2 separate regions of the Ovis aries genome follow, and region 1 is linked to region 2. Evidence: chromatin contacts called from public Hi-C data. All regions are on one chromosome and are shown on one strand. The core of a region is the stretch at or near the end of the contact, and the rest is flanking DNA. Distances in the headings are between cores, read along the strand shown. Region 1 overlaps PPARGC1B (PPARG coactivator 1 beta). Region 2 has its middle 59 kb from the start of ARHGEF37.

The links. Hi-C and Micro-C count contacts between places; a contact is called where the count stands out from the background.
Region 1: a Hi-C map of blood shows a contact between it and region 2, with 2.4 times the contacts expected there. The contact joins two enhancer-like sites. A contact is called at or near these places in 4 of 16 Hi-C or Micro-C datasets (blood, mixed tissues and muscle).

The regions. Positions count from the first base shown.
Region 1 is chr5:58,883,112-58,888,585 of ARS-UI_Ramb_v3.0, reverse strand. The region is part of intron 1 of PPARGC1B (PPARG coactivator 1 beta); the gene reads right to left. Among named protein-coding and RNA genes, the nearest start is that of PPARGC1B, 39 kb to the right of the region's middle. Within about 2 kb of position 1,820, at least 4 of the 54 cell types and tissues checked have an H3K27ac peak or open chromatin away from gene starts, as enhancers often do.
Region 2 is chr5:58,758,155-58,764,132 of ARS-UI_Ramb_v3.0, reverse strand. No RefSeq gene overlaps it. Among named protein-coding and RNA genes, the nearest start is that of ARHGEF37, 59 kb to the right of the region's middle. Within about 2 kb of position 1,327, at least 6 of the 54 cell types and tissues checked have an H3K27ac peak or open chromatin away from gene starts, as enhancers often do.

The sequences.
Region 1 (5,474 bases), core at 571-3,070, 120 kb before region 2:
CAGTGTACCCAGCCAGTAAGCAGCAGCGCTGTGGGGCCCTCTCATTAGAGGGGGACAGGGGGCTCCCCCAGGCTCCTGGCTTCACAGATGCTATGAGATGTCAACCCCAGGCTTCCCAATGGGGCTCAGATGCCCATACCATCCTGGCCTCTGCCAGAAGGGCGTTCAGGTCAGAGCTGAAAGGGGGACCCAGGACAAGTGGCTCACTTGCTCTCCTAACTGGTGCTAAAATGACTCTGAGGCACCCCTGCAGGCACCTCCTTTCTGACTGATGGGGTGTGCAGGTGCCAGTGGGGCCCACGAAGGGCTAGATGGGACCCTGGGGACAGAATAAGCTGGGACCTGTCTATAGTCACCCAGGCCAAGAGTCACCACCAAGCCAGGCAGCTAGGTCTCTTCCTTCAGAACTTCAGAATCGGCTTACTTCCCTAAAACTCTGCCCTCCTCCCCCATCTACTTCCACCTCACTCCAGTCTCCAGCTTACGGCCACCCTGCCGGCCCTGCCTCAGTCCACCTCCCTGGTTGTTGAGCCTCCAGGCACGAAATCTGTGAGCTTCATAACACCCTCCCAGTGTGTAATTACACGTTGAGGTAGATACTTAATTAGTGTCTGTCTCCCCCCACAAAGGCAGGGACACTGTCTTATTTGCCTGTTTGCCCAGTGCTGAAAAATGGTGGGCCCTCAATAAATGCTTGTCAAGAAACAAGAAAATCCAGTAGGAGGCAAAATGCAAAGTTGAGAGCGAATGGTCGCAGTAGCAAAGACTGACAGAACCCCAAATGGGCAGAAATTGATCAGGGCTGGGGTAGATGGAAGAGAATGAGTCAGTCACGGAAGGCTTCCTGGAAGAGAAGTTAGGCTTCCAAAGGGGAGTAGGATTTCGGTGGTCATTTCAAGAGGGTGGACCCTCACAGGGCAGAGGTGGGGCTGTCCTTGGTGGGAGGGGTCCAGGAGGGGGTCAGACTGAGACTCCACCTCTGAGAGAAGAGGCTCCCTCACACCACACTGCCCACCTGACAGAGAAGGAACAGAGGGTCGGCCCTCCTGTGGGCAGCAATGGCTGAGAAAGTTCAATGCCAGGTTCATTCAAACACTCAGCATCCGTGCCCATAGGATATGAGGGTACATGGGGCTGCCCCAGTTAAGCTTTGGGGGGCACTGTTGCGTTTCCTCTGGAGGCTGTTTTCATTAATAAAAGGTGTGGAGGCCTGCATGGGCCACCACCCCAGCCATCCCTGTCCCCCAACGCCATCGCAGCCTGTGTGGTCCCCCGTCCCCATCCCCAAACATCAAGAAGGTAGAGACAAAGCATCAGTTTTGCCAGCACACAGCCAAAAACACCAGCATTGCACCTACAAGAAAACACTATCCTGGAACACTGCCGGAGCTGGGGCCAAAACCTTCAACTCCAGGCACAGTCACGCTATGTCGGCACATCGTTCTCGTTGTTCAGTCACTAAGCCGTGCACGACTCTCTGCGACCCCATGGACTGCAGCACGCCAGGCTCCCTGTCCTTCACCATCTCTCAGAGTTTGCTCCAACTCATGTCCACTGAATCAGTGATGCCATCCAACCATCTCAGCCTCTGTCGCCCCCTTCTCCTCCTGCCCTCAATTTGTCCCAGCATCAGGGTATTTTCCAGTGAGTTGGTTCTTCACATCAGGTGACCAAAGTATTGGAGTTTCAGCTTCAACATCAGTCCTTCCAATAAATATTCAGGGTTGATTTCCTTCAGGAAACATTGACACATTGTACCAAACCTTAATTGCACCTTTACCTAGTCACAAGCCCTGGCGCACCCAATCTGACCACAATGCCACCACCCCTGTCACTAAGCAGTTACAGCAAACACCACGAACACCACAGCAATACCACGCAGCCCCAGAGCCAAATCCATCACCCCGGGCACCTTAAAGATGCATCATTAACACAAATCCCACATCCCATGACAGTCAGCAGGACACAAATACCATCATCACACCCTAACCCATGAGCGACATGTTACAACCATGCCCCTACAGAACACACTCGCAGTCACACCTCACAGTTGCCCGCCCAAAAAGCTCACAGCAAAGGCCTTACCTGCCAGAGCTTATGAAACACACTCAGACCTAACATCCAGTACTGCCCTTGTGCCTGCTTATCCAAGGGTCCTGGGGCTACCTGGAGGGGGCTTTCGGAGGGGCCTCACACTGACCGGGTGTGCAGCCCACCAGATCTGGCTCTGGATCCCACTGTGCCTGCCCCCACACAGTACAATGTCCCCCACACACACCCAGAACACAGCAGACAAGCAGCCGCACAACAGTGGGCCACCCTCTCAGTGCTCCGCTCAGTCCCTGTGGGACCTGCCTCCTCCACCCCACCCCACCCACCCCAATAAGCCAGTCACGCTCTCCAGATAAATGCCCCATCAGAGGCCCTGCCTGAATTCTCAGAGGAAGTCGTAGGAGACTAGAAGGGCTTTTTAAAAAACTCCCAGAGGCTCTGACACGGAATCCAACCCCCAGGGAATCCCTGTGGTAAAGCCTGACACGAGGACCAGAGGGAAAGAAACCCTCCTTGCCTTTGGGGTGATATCCAGCCCTCAAGAGTCCACAGCGGCAGCCCCCCTCACCAGAAGGAGACCTTGGGGGTGATCTCAGTCTCCCTGTCTGCAGAATGGGGACCTCCATCCTGTCAAGATCACCCCAGCGGGACCCTGCTGAGCAGACACTCCTCAATACCTCTTGCAGGGCCAAGCCTCGCGCAAAAAAGCTGGCAGTATATATACTGCTATAACGCTGGGGCCTTAGCATATTATTAGAATGTACTGTTCAGCTAGGGCTGCCATAACAAAATACCACTGGGTGGCTTAAACAACAGAACTCATCTTCTCACAGTTCTAGAGGCTAAACTTCTGCCAGCAGGGTTGATGCATGGAGAAACCTTTCCTCAAGGTTTACAGGGCAAGTCTGCCTTCTCGTTGTCTTCACATGGCCTTGTCTCTGAGGGTGAAGAGAGATCTCTGCTGTCGCTTCATCTTCTGATAAGGATGCCAGTCCTACTGGACGAGGGCCCACGTTTATGACCTCATTATAGGCCCTATCTCCAAAACAGTTGCACTGGGGTTTAGGGCTTCGAAACATGAATTTTGGGAGGGAAGCAATTTAGTCCATAAAAGGGGGAAAGGCTTGTAGGTTTGGCAGTCTGACAGGCCTGGGTTAGGAAACGTCACCTTCTGAGCTTGCTTCTTATCTGTAAGTAGGAAATAAGTGTTCACAGTGTTGTTTGAGGATTAAAATAAAAAGGTAAAGGGACTTCCTTGCTGGTCCTGTGGCTAAGGATCCATGCTCTCAAAGCAGGGGACCTGAGTTCCATCCCTGGTCAGGGAACTAGATCCCACATGCTGTAACTAAGAGTCTGCGTGCTGCAAATAAAGATCCTGAATGTGGCTATGATGACCCAAGGTCCCCCATGCTGCAACAAAGAATGGGCACAGCCTAACCAATTAAATAAAATGAAATTAATATTTTTTGTTTTTAAATGAACATCTGCTTATTTAACTTATATGCAGAGTACATCATGAGAAACTCTGGGCTGGAAGAAGCACAAGCTGGAATCAAGATTGCTGGGAGAAATATCAATAACCTCAGATATGCAGATGACACCACCCTTATGGCAGAAAGTGAAGAGGATCTAAAAAGCCTCTTGATGAAAGTGAAAGAGGAGAGTGAAAAAGTTGTCTTAAAGCTCAACATTCGGAAAACAAAGATCATGGCATCTGGTCCCATCACTTCATGGCAAATAGATGGGGAAACAGTAGAAATAGTGACAGACTTTATTTTTGGGGGGCTCCAAAAATCACTGCAGATGGTGATTGCAGCCATGAATTTAAAAGACGCTTACTCCTTGGAAGGAAAGTTACGACCAATCTAGATAGCATATTCAAAAGCAGAGACATTACTTTGCCAACAAAGGCCCGTCTAGCCAAGGCTATGGTTTTTCCAGTGGTCATGTATGGATGTGAGAGTTGGACTGTGAAGAAAGCTGAGTGCTGAAGAATTGATGCTTTTGAACTGTGGTGTTGGAGAAGACTCTTGAGAGTCCCTTGGACTGCAAGGAGATCCAACCAGTCCATCCTAAAGGAGATCAGTCCTGGGTGTTCTTTGGAAGGAATGATGCTAAAGCTGAAACTCCAGTACTCTGGCCACCTCATGCAAAGAGTTGACTCATTGGAAAAGACTCTGATGCTGGGAGGGATTGGGGGCAGGAGGAGAAAGGGACGACAGAGAATGAGATGGCTGGATGGCATCACTGACTCGATGGACGTGAATCTGAGTGAACTTCGGGAGTTGGTGATGGACAGGGAGGCCTGGCATGCTGCGATTCATGGGGTCGCAAAGAGTCGGACACAACTGAGCGACTGAACTGAATTGAACTGATAGGGCAGATGAAAGCTGGAGCCAGCTTGGAGAGATCGCTCAGTAACATTCTGTTGGTAATATGAAATCAGCTGTAGGTGGGCAATTTACATCATGGAAACTGGTCAACCCTAAAAATGATGGCTCCCACCCCATCCCTGAGCCCACTGTTACACATTCACCAGGACACCACTGAACACAATACTGTAAGTACAGAACTTTCTACTCAGTGCTGCCAGACAGGCAAACAGAAAGAACAAGGAGAAAGGAATACCACTCACAATATCTTTCTATGCAAAACTAACAGAGCAAAGGAAAACAGTTTCCTTGCTATAATTTACGTGCAACATAATAGGTGTTTCCCGTTGTGCTGTGCTTTTGTTCGGATTCTCTCCACTCCCCAGGTCTGACCTCATAGATCTATGGCCACACCCAGCTGCTCCCACCCTCATGCCTTTGCCTACACACTGCCTGCAGCACCCCACTAGTGTCCCCAGCAGCCCGACAGACCTGGGCCACCAGGGCCCCTGCACTGGGCTTTGTTTGCACCTTAGAGGGCTTGGCGCTGGCCCTCCTCCAGCAACCCCCTCTGGACCCACATATGCCTGCCTAAATGGCCCTGGGCCTGCTTTCAGGGCCCATGCTGGCCTCTCCCCTGGATCTATCATCCGCAGGATGACTGCACGGTGTGTGTGCACTCTGAGGCCCAGGGGTGACCCAGGGTGGCTGTCTGCGGTTCCCTGGTACGTACATGGAGCTGACGTTCTGCCGGGGGCACCACTTGTACTCTGTCCTAGCTTCAACAAACCTGCCATCCAATTTCTTCAAGGTTCTAGAATAAGAAATTTGTCAGTGTTGATGATGGCGATCCTTCAAAGCCTAAGGTCTTCATCTCCTCCATAAGCCATAAACCATAGTCAGCACTGCCCCTAGAACAGTTTTATATCACATTTAGTCATTTAAGTCTTTATGACTGCTTTGATGTGACCACTCAAGGTTATTTCAAGTTATTCCAATAAACCTTTGTATTTCTATAATAAAATCTGTTTTTATTTTTAACATAACTCC
Region 2 (5,978 bases), core at 78-2,577:
ACTATTATGACAGGAAGACAGGGTGATGAATAGTGAGTGTTGGGGTCAGGGTGCAGAAGGTTGGAGACTACCCAGATGGAGTGGTCAGTGAAGGCATTGCTGAGAAGCTGACCTGTGTGGCAAGAAGCCAGCAAAGGGCAGATCTAGGACAAGAGTGTCCCAGGGAAGGAAAAGGCCAGTGCAGAGTCCCTGAGTCAGAAAGGAGCTTAGAGTAATTGAGGAATAGAAGGAAGAAAGCAAGTGTTGGCCGAATTACAGTGATCAAGGTGGAGGGTGGTACGTGATGCCATGGGAGGGAGGCAGGGTCCGTTATGCAGGCCCGGTTAGGTCTGAGTAAGGAGTCTGGGTCTCGTTCGAATTTAAGCACAGGCGTGACGTTCTCTAATTTAGTTTTCCGAAGGATCACTTCGTTCTGTGGAGAGTGGGTGAGGGGAAAACACAGGGGTGGGGATCGAGAGAGTGTCAGGGGGCTCCTTCAGGAGCTCGGGCGGGACAGGAGGGGTGGAGGGAGTGGAGAGGGGAAAAGTGGACCAGCTGGGAAGGTTCTGGAAGTAAAGTTGACAGGCCTTGCTGAAGGACTGAATATAGAGGGCTGAGAGGAAGAGAGGAAGTGGAATGAATCCTGGGGTTTTGGCATGAACAACGGAGAGAAGACTGCAGGAAGAGTGTTTCTGGGCTCATGGTGGCAGATTAGGTATTTGTTGGCACTGTCCCTTACAGGCGCCTAGGGAAGTGTGACAGGCTCTTAGGAGAGAAAGAGATACAATTCAAATTCCATAGTCAATTTTATTAAACATAATATATCACGTGCATATTGTAATACACGAAGAAAGACAAAAGGCACGTGCGAAAAGTGCCTTTTCACAAAACTGAAAAGCAAATCTGGACCAAGTGCTTTTGGTGGAAAATCCCACGGACAGAGGAGCCTGGCAGGCTACAGTCCCATGGGGTCGCAAAGAGTCAGACACGACTGAGCGATTTCACTTTGTGCTTTTTCAGGTGGGGATGGGGACACATGACTCCTAAGGGGAAGTGCCATGCCTTGGAATCTCTGGCTTGGGAGGGGGCGTGGGGGGCGGGGTAGTGTAAAGGGGAAGAAGGTAGATGTTAAGATTTTTCCAGTTGTGTACATGCCTCTGCCTCATGTCAGAGGGGTGGGAGAAGGGTGAAAAAGAATTGGAGAAAAAAACATTTAGAAACATGGCAGGGAACAAACATCAGGAGAAAGAATATCCACAAAGGCGTATCAGCAAGGCTATCTCCACTGCTCTGCCTGGGCTCTGAGGGAGCTTCCTGACAGGGTGAAGTAATCCAAGATGGCGAGCTCTAATCACCACGGAGTATCCGAGGACATGGTCACGTTATGTTCCCAGGGGGACAACCTTTGGCCTCTTAAGACATCCACTTGCTTTCAGTTGGGAAAGCGCCTACGCAGTGAAGGGGTATTTTTTAGAGCCTGAGGTGGTGAAGGGTCAGAAACACAGATGTTAGAGCAAAGGCTGAATGTACTCAGAGCGTCAGCCCAGAGAAGACTCGGGTGGGGGTCACGGTGGGCAAACCTGGGGAAGAATCCTTTGGAGGGGGTGGGAGCCAGAAAAACTGGCGGTGTCTTTGAGGAGCATTCAAGCAGCGTTCCTACGTCACAGACACAGGGCTAACGCCTCCATGACACAGTGCTAACGCCTCCGTGAAAGATCCCGTCTCGACATTCCAACAGCCCTTTGAGGTAGGACTGTTTCCTGGCTTACCCACAAAGAGGAAAGTGAGGTTTTAGGGAGATGAAGTAACTTGTTCGATGAGGTCACACAGCTGGTAGGTGTGGAGTCGGGATTTGAATTTGGATGCTTTGCAGTGGGAAGTCTGGGCTCCTGACCCCCACAGCCTCTTCATCCCATACCCTCTCCATCCCAGCCCCTCACCTACAGGCAACCCATCTTGTTCCTTAGGTTCAATCCTGTCCTCAGATAGGAGAGTTTCCAGCAGCTCTGGCCCCTAGGGCTCCAAATGAAGTTCCTCGTGCCCAGTGCTGAATCCTGCCTCCTGCCAGTTTCTGATTTTAGTGGACCTGATTGCTAAGTCCCCAGGGCCTAGTACTTGAACTTCAACCCAAAGACTGGTACCCACTCTCTGACCTGGCCTTGATATCTTTCCTGTCTGAACATGAGGTGATACTTGTCCTTAAGTGCCCCATTGCAGTTCTGGACACCTACTATCTGTCCCCATATCTCTGGGGCGTGTGTCCTGGGATCACAGTGATCTCCCAACCTCACAACTTGTCACCTGACTTGACCCTCTTCCTGGCCCTGGCAGCTGGGACTATGTTGCCAGCCCCAGCCCCGCTCCAGGGGAGAGGCCTGGGTTTCACTGCAAACTAGACACCAGCCTATTCCATGAAATGCCTATAGAATAAGGTCCACAGAGGCTGGTTGCTGTTGAGATTTGTAGGGGTTATTTTTTTGTTTTTATTTTTCTTTAGCTTGCAGATCTTGAGAGCTTCCTATGTGCCAGCACTGGATTAATCAGGTAAAGTGGATTCCCTCACATCACCCTCAAACAGCCCTCTGAGATATGAACAGAAGCTGCGGTGATTGCTATTACTGCACTGGCCTTTTCCCAGACCAGAGACTCTGCTGATGTGCCCAGAATCACTGAGACCCCAGAATCAAGACAAGCAGGCTCTTCCCTGGCCAGAAGCCCCACCTCCAGTTCCTATCTCACTGCCCCTCCCGAGCCTGGGCCAGACTCGAGGCCCTATGGCTAGAAGGAGGTGATCCCCTCCTCCCGCATGCAGCCTGGCTCTGCTCTCACACAGTGATCTGTGGGTCTCCTCTGGGTCTGCTTCTCCGGACCCTGTAGGAACAGCTTCAGCTGCCCCAAACAAGGGTTGATCTGCAGATTCTCACAGCCACTGACCCCGAGCCTGACCCACTCAGCTGCTGTCTACAGCTGAACACTCTTTCAAGAGCTCTGGGTGGGGAGGGCCCGACTGTTCCCTGACCCAGGGAAGGTGTAGCAGACTTGGTGATGCTCCCAGTCTCCTCTGAAGGCTGGGCAGCCCAAGGGGCAGAGGCATCTGGAGCTCCAGCTCCACTATCCACCACCTCCCTGTTCCCTTAGCCACTAAGCCACATAAGAGTCACTGTCCAGTCAGAAAGAGAACCACTCTATGACTTGTGAACAGAGAGACATGGGGAGGGAGTTACACAGGTTAAAGAAGACCCTGGAAGCACCACAGGGATTAACAATAGCAAAAAGACACTCTAGTCTCTAGGTTGGAGGAACGCAGGGAAGCGGCAGTGTTACTAATGCCGGTATCTGACGCTATCTGACAGAAACTGGAAGCACAGCCAGGCCTTCCCAAGGCCAAGAGGCAAGGAACCTGGAACCATGGAGGAGACCAGCCAAGGCAGAGATACAGCCTGAAACTGAGAGAGGGAGAAATATCTAGAGTTCTCCTCTCCTCCTTCCTGCCAGTGTCTCCCACTGGCCAAACATACCAGAAAATCAGAGGTCAGAGGAGCTTGGGAAATGTAGTTCTCTCTAGTACACAGCAGAGCTGGTCAGGGAATGAATGTGAGAGTGAGCAAGCAAATGACTAACCTCTGGAAATGAGAGCTGCTCAGAAGGGGTGGATGCAACTCCTACACCCGCTCTGGCCTCAATTTTTCTGAGGCTCAAGGCTGTTCCAAACCTTCAGCCACTGAACTCCCTTCCTACGCATAGGCCTCAAGGCTGCCCAGACCCCTGATGCATGGGTCCAAGGCAGGGAACCCAGAACCACCACCCTGAGGTGCCTGGAAGCATGGGAGCTGCCTGAGTCCTAACGGAACAGCACTCACTAGTGCTCCTGAGCTCAGCATAAATCAGAGCCCGCAAGGACAAATCTAATCTCCCCCTCTCTTTGTTCCTGAATCTGCTACTGGAACCTCCAGCAAGGAGCTTTGGTCCCCAAAGCTGCTGGGTCTCCTGGGAACACCCTGAGAAGATGCTTCTGGATGCAAAGGGCCCTAAGCCTATGAGCAGAGTCCTGCTTCAGTGCGCCTGCATGCCTGATTATCGCCTGAATCCCTGAATCGCTGCCTGACTTGTCCTGAGGCAGTGAACTGCAGAAAGTCCTATCACTGGGGAGAGGCAGGAGAATCTAGGACACTCCTGCCCATGACTGAGATTGTCCTGGATGGGAATGCTGCCCACCCTGACCCAGATGCAGCAGCAGGGATCCAGACCAGGGGAAGTCCCAAGAATCCCTTTGGGGTGTAACAGCAGCCTCTGAGGGAAAGGCTGGAACTAGTTTCCACGAGGCCCTCACAAGCCAGGGGGGCTTCATCTACATAAGGGAGTGGCCAGGCCTTGTCACCAGCCCCTATACTGAGAGAAAGACAGGCCCTGCAAACCTTCCTCCAAATGTCATGTCATCTCCCCTCACGTCCCCATAATAATGATAAGTATGTTTATTGAGTGCTAATGAGTCAGGTCCTGGCTCATTTATTCCTCAAAAGAACCTTGTGAAACAGGTCCTATGGAGATCCTCATGGATGGTCAGAAAATATGGCTCACAACCTAACAGAAGTTTGATGACAACAATAGTCACAATAGCATAAAAGAGAACGGTGCTCCCCAGAGATCCAAGGAAGGAAAATTAATGTCTGATGAAGTAGTGAGTGAAGTGGAGACACACGTAGGGCTTTCACAGGACATAGACATGAAGCTAATTCTTCAGAGGAGATTCTCCACCAGGGCAGCCAACCCACACTCTGGCAGAAGATGTACTAGGGGGGGATCTTCTGTGACCTGCACAATCTCCACACAGAAGAGTTCACATCAAAAAACAAAACAAAACCCTGGTATTTGATTTCTCTCAAAAAATCAGAATGCCTGGCACCACTTGGCCCTCATTCTGATGTGGCAACACTGACCGAAGCCGAGCAGCTGTAAGCTCCTGCAGCTGGAGTGTGTTCCTGCTGGTCCATAACAGCCCCTGCCACTCCCTAGGGTCTTTCACCTGGCCCTTCCTCCCATCTGCACCACCTGCCTGGCAGCCTCTGTATTCAATTTGACTGGGGGCTCTTCCAGGCCCAATCTCAGCTGATAGAGCCCTGCTGCCACCTAGTGGTCCAAGTTCACAAGTTCCCTCACTACACAGCAGTGACGCTCCCGTTGTGATCAACCACCGTTCACAAGCGTTTCCTTCAATCCTCTCACTTGCCCTGCGAGAAGAGGAATTGCACACACTTTACAGAAGAGAAAAACATCTGGGACACTCCAGCCCATGTCTTGGATTGCCCTCAATGGGAAAGGTGCCCACCCTGACTCAGAAAAAGGAAGTTCAAAAATTACTGATAAGAAAAACAGAAGACCAAGGGGCAGGCTGGGGACCCTCATCAAGCTTGTTCACATGCACAAACTTGTAGTAGATAAGTTTGCTACTTGCCTGTGGCCAGGTAGGCCCTTACCCTTGTAAGGCCTACACATGTTAAGGCCAAGTGCTAGACACTTACACCACGATGCTGCTTTCCAGGGCCTGAGAAGTCTTCCCTTTCCCCTTCCCCAATCCTGTGTGCTTAGTCACTTAGTTGTGTCCGACTCTTTGAGACCCTATAGACTGTAACCTGCCAGGATCCTCTGTCCATGGAATTCTCCAGGCAAGAACACTGGCATGGGTAGCCATGCCCTTCTCCAGGGGATCTTCCAACCCAGGAATCGAACCCAGGTCTCCCCACATTGCAGGCAGATTCTTTACCACTGAGGTACCGGGGAAGCCTGGTGGCTCAGTCAGCTCCCCAATCCTACCTATCCACAAACCCAGCACCAGCCCCACTTCCTCCAGAAAGCCTCCCTGATCCCCTCAGCATCCCCAAAGCTCCTCCTTGTCTGAACATCTAGAAGCCTGGGCCATAACAACTTCTGGGGCTGACAGCATTCTGCCCTGTGGTACCAGGTAACTGCTTGATGCTCATATGTCCTTTATAGCTGGATGG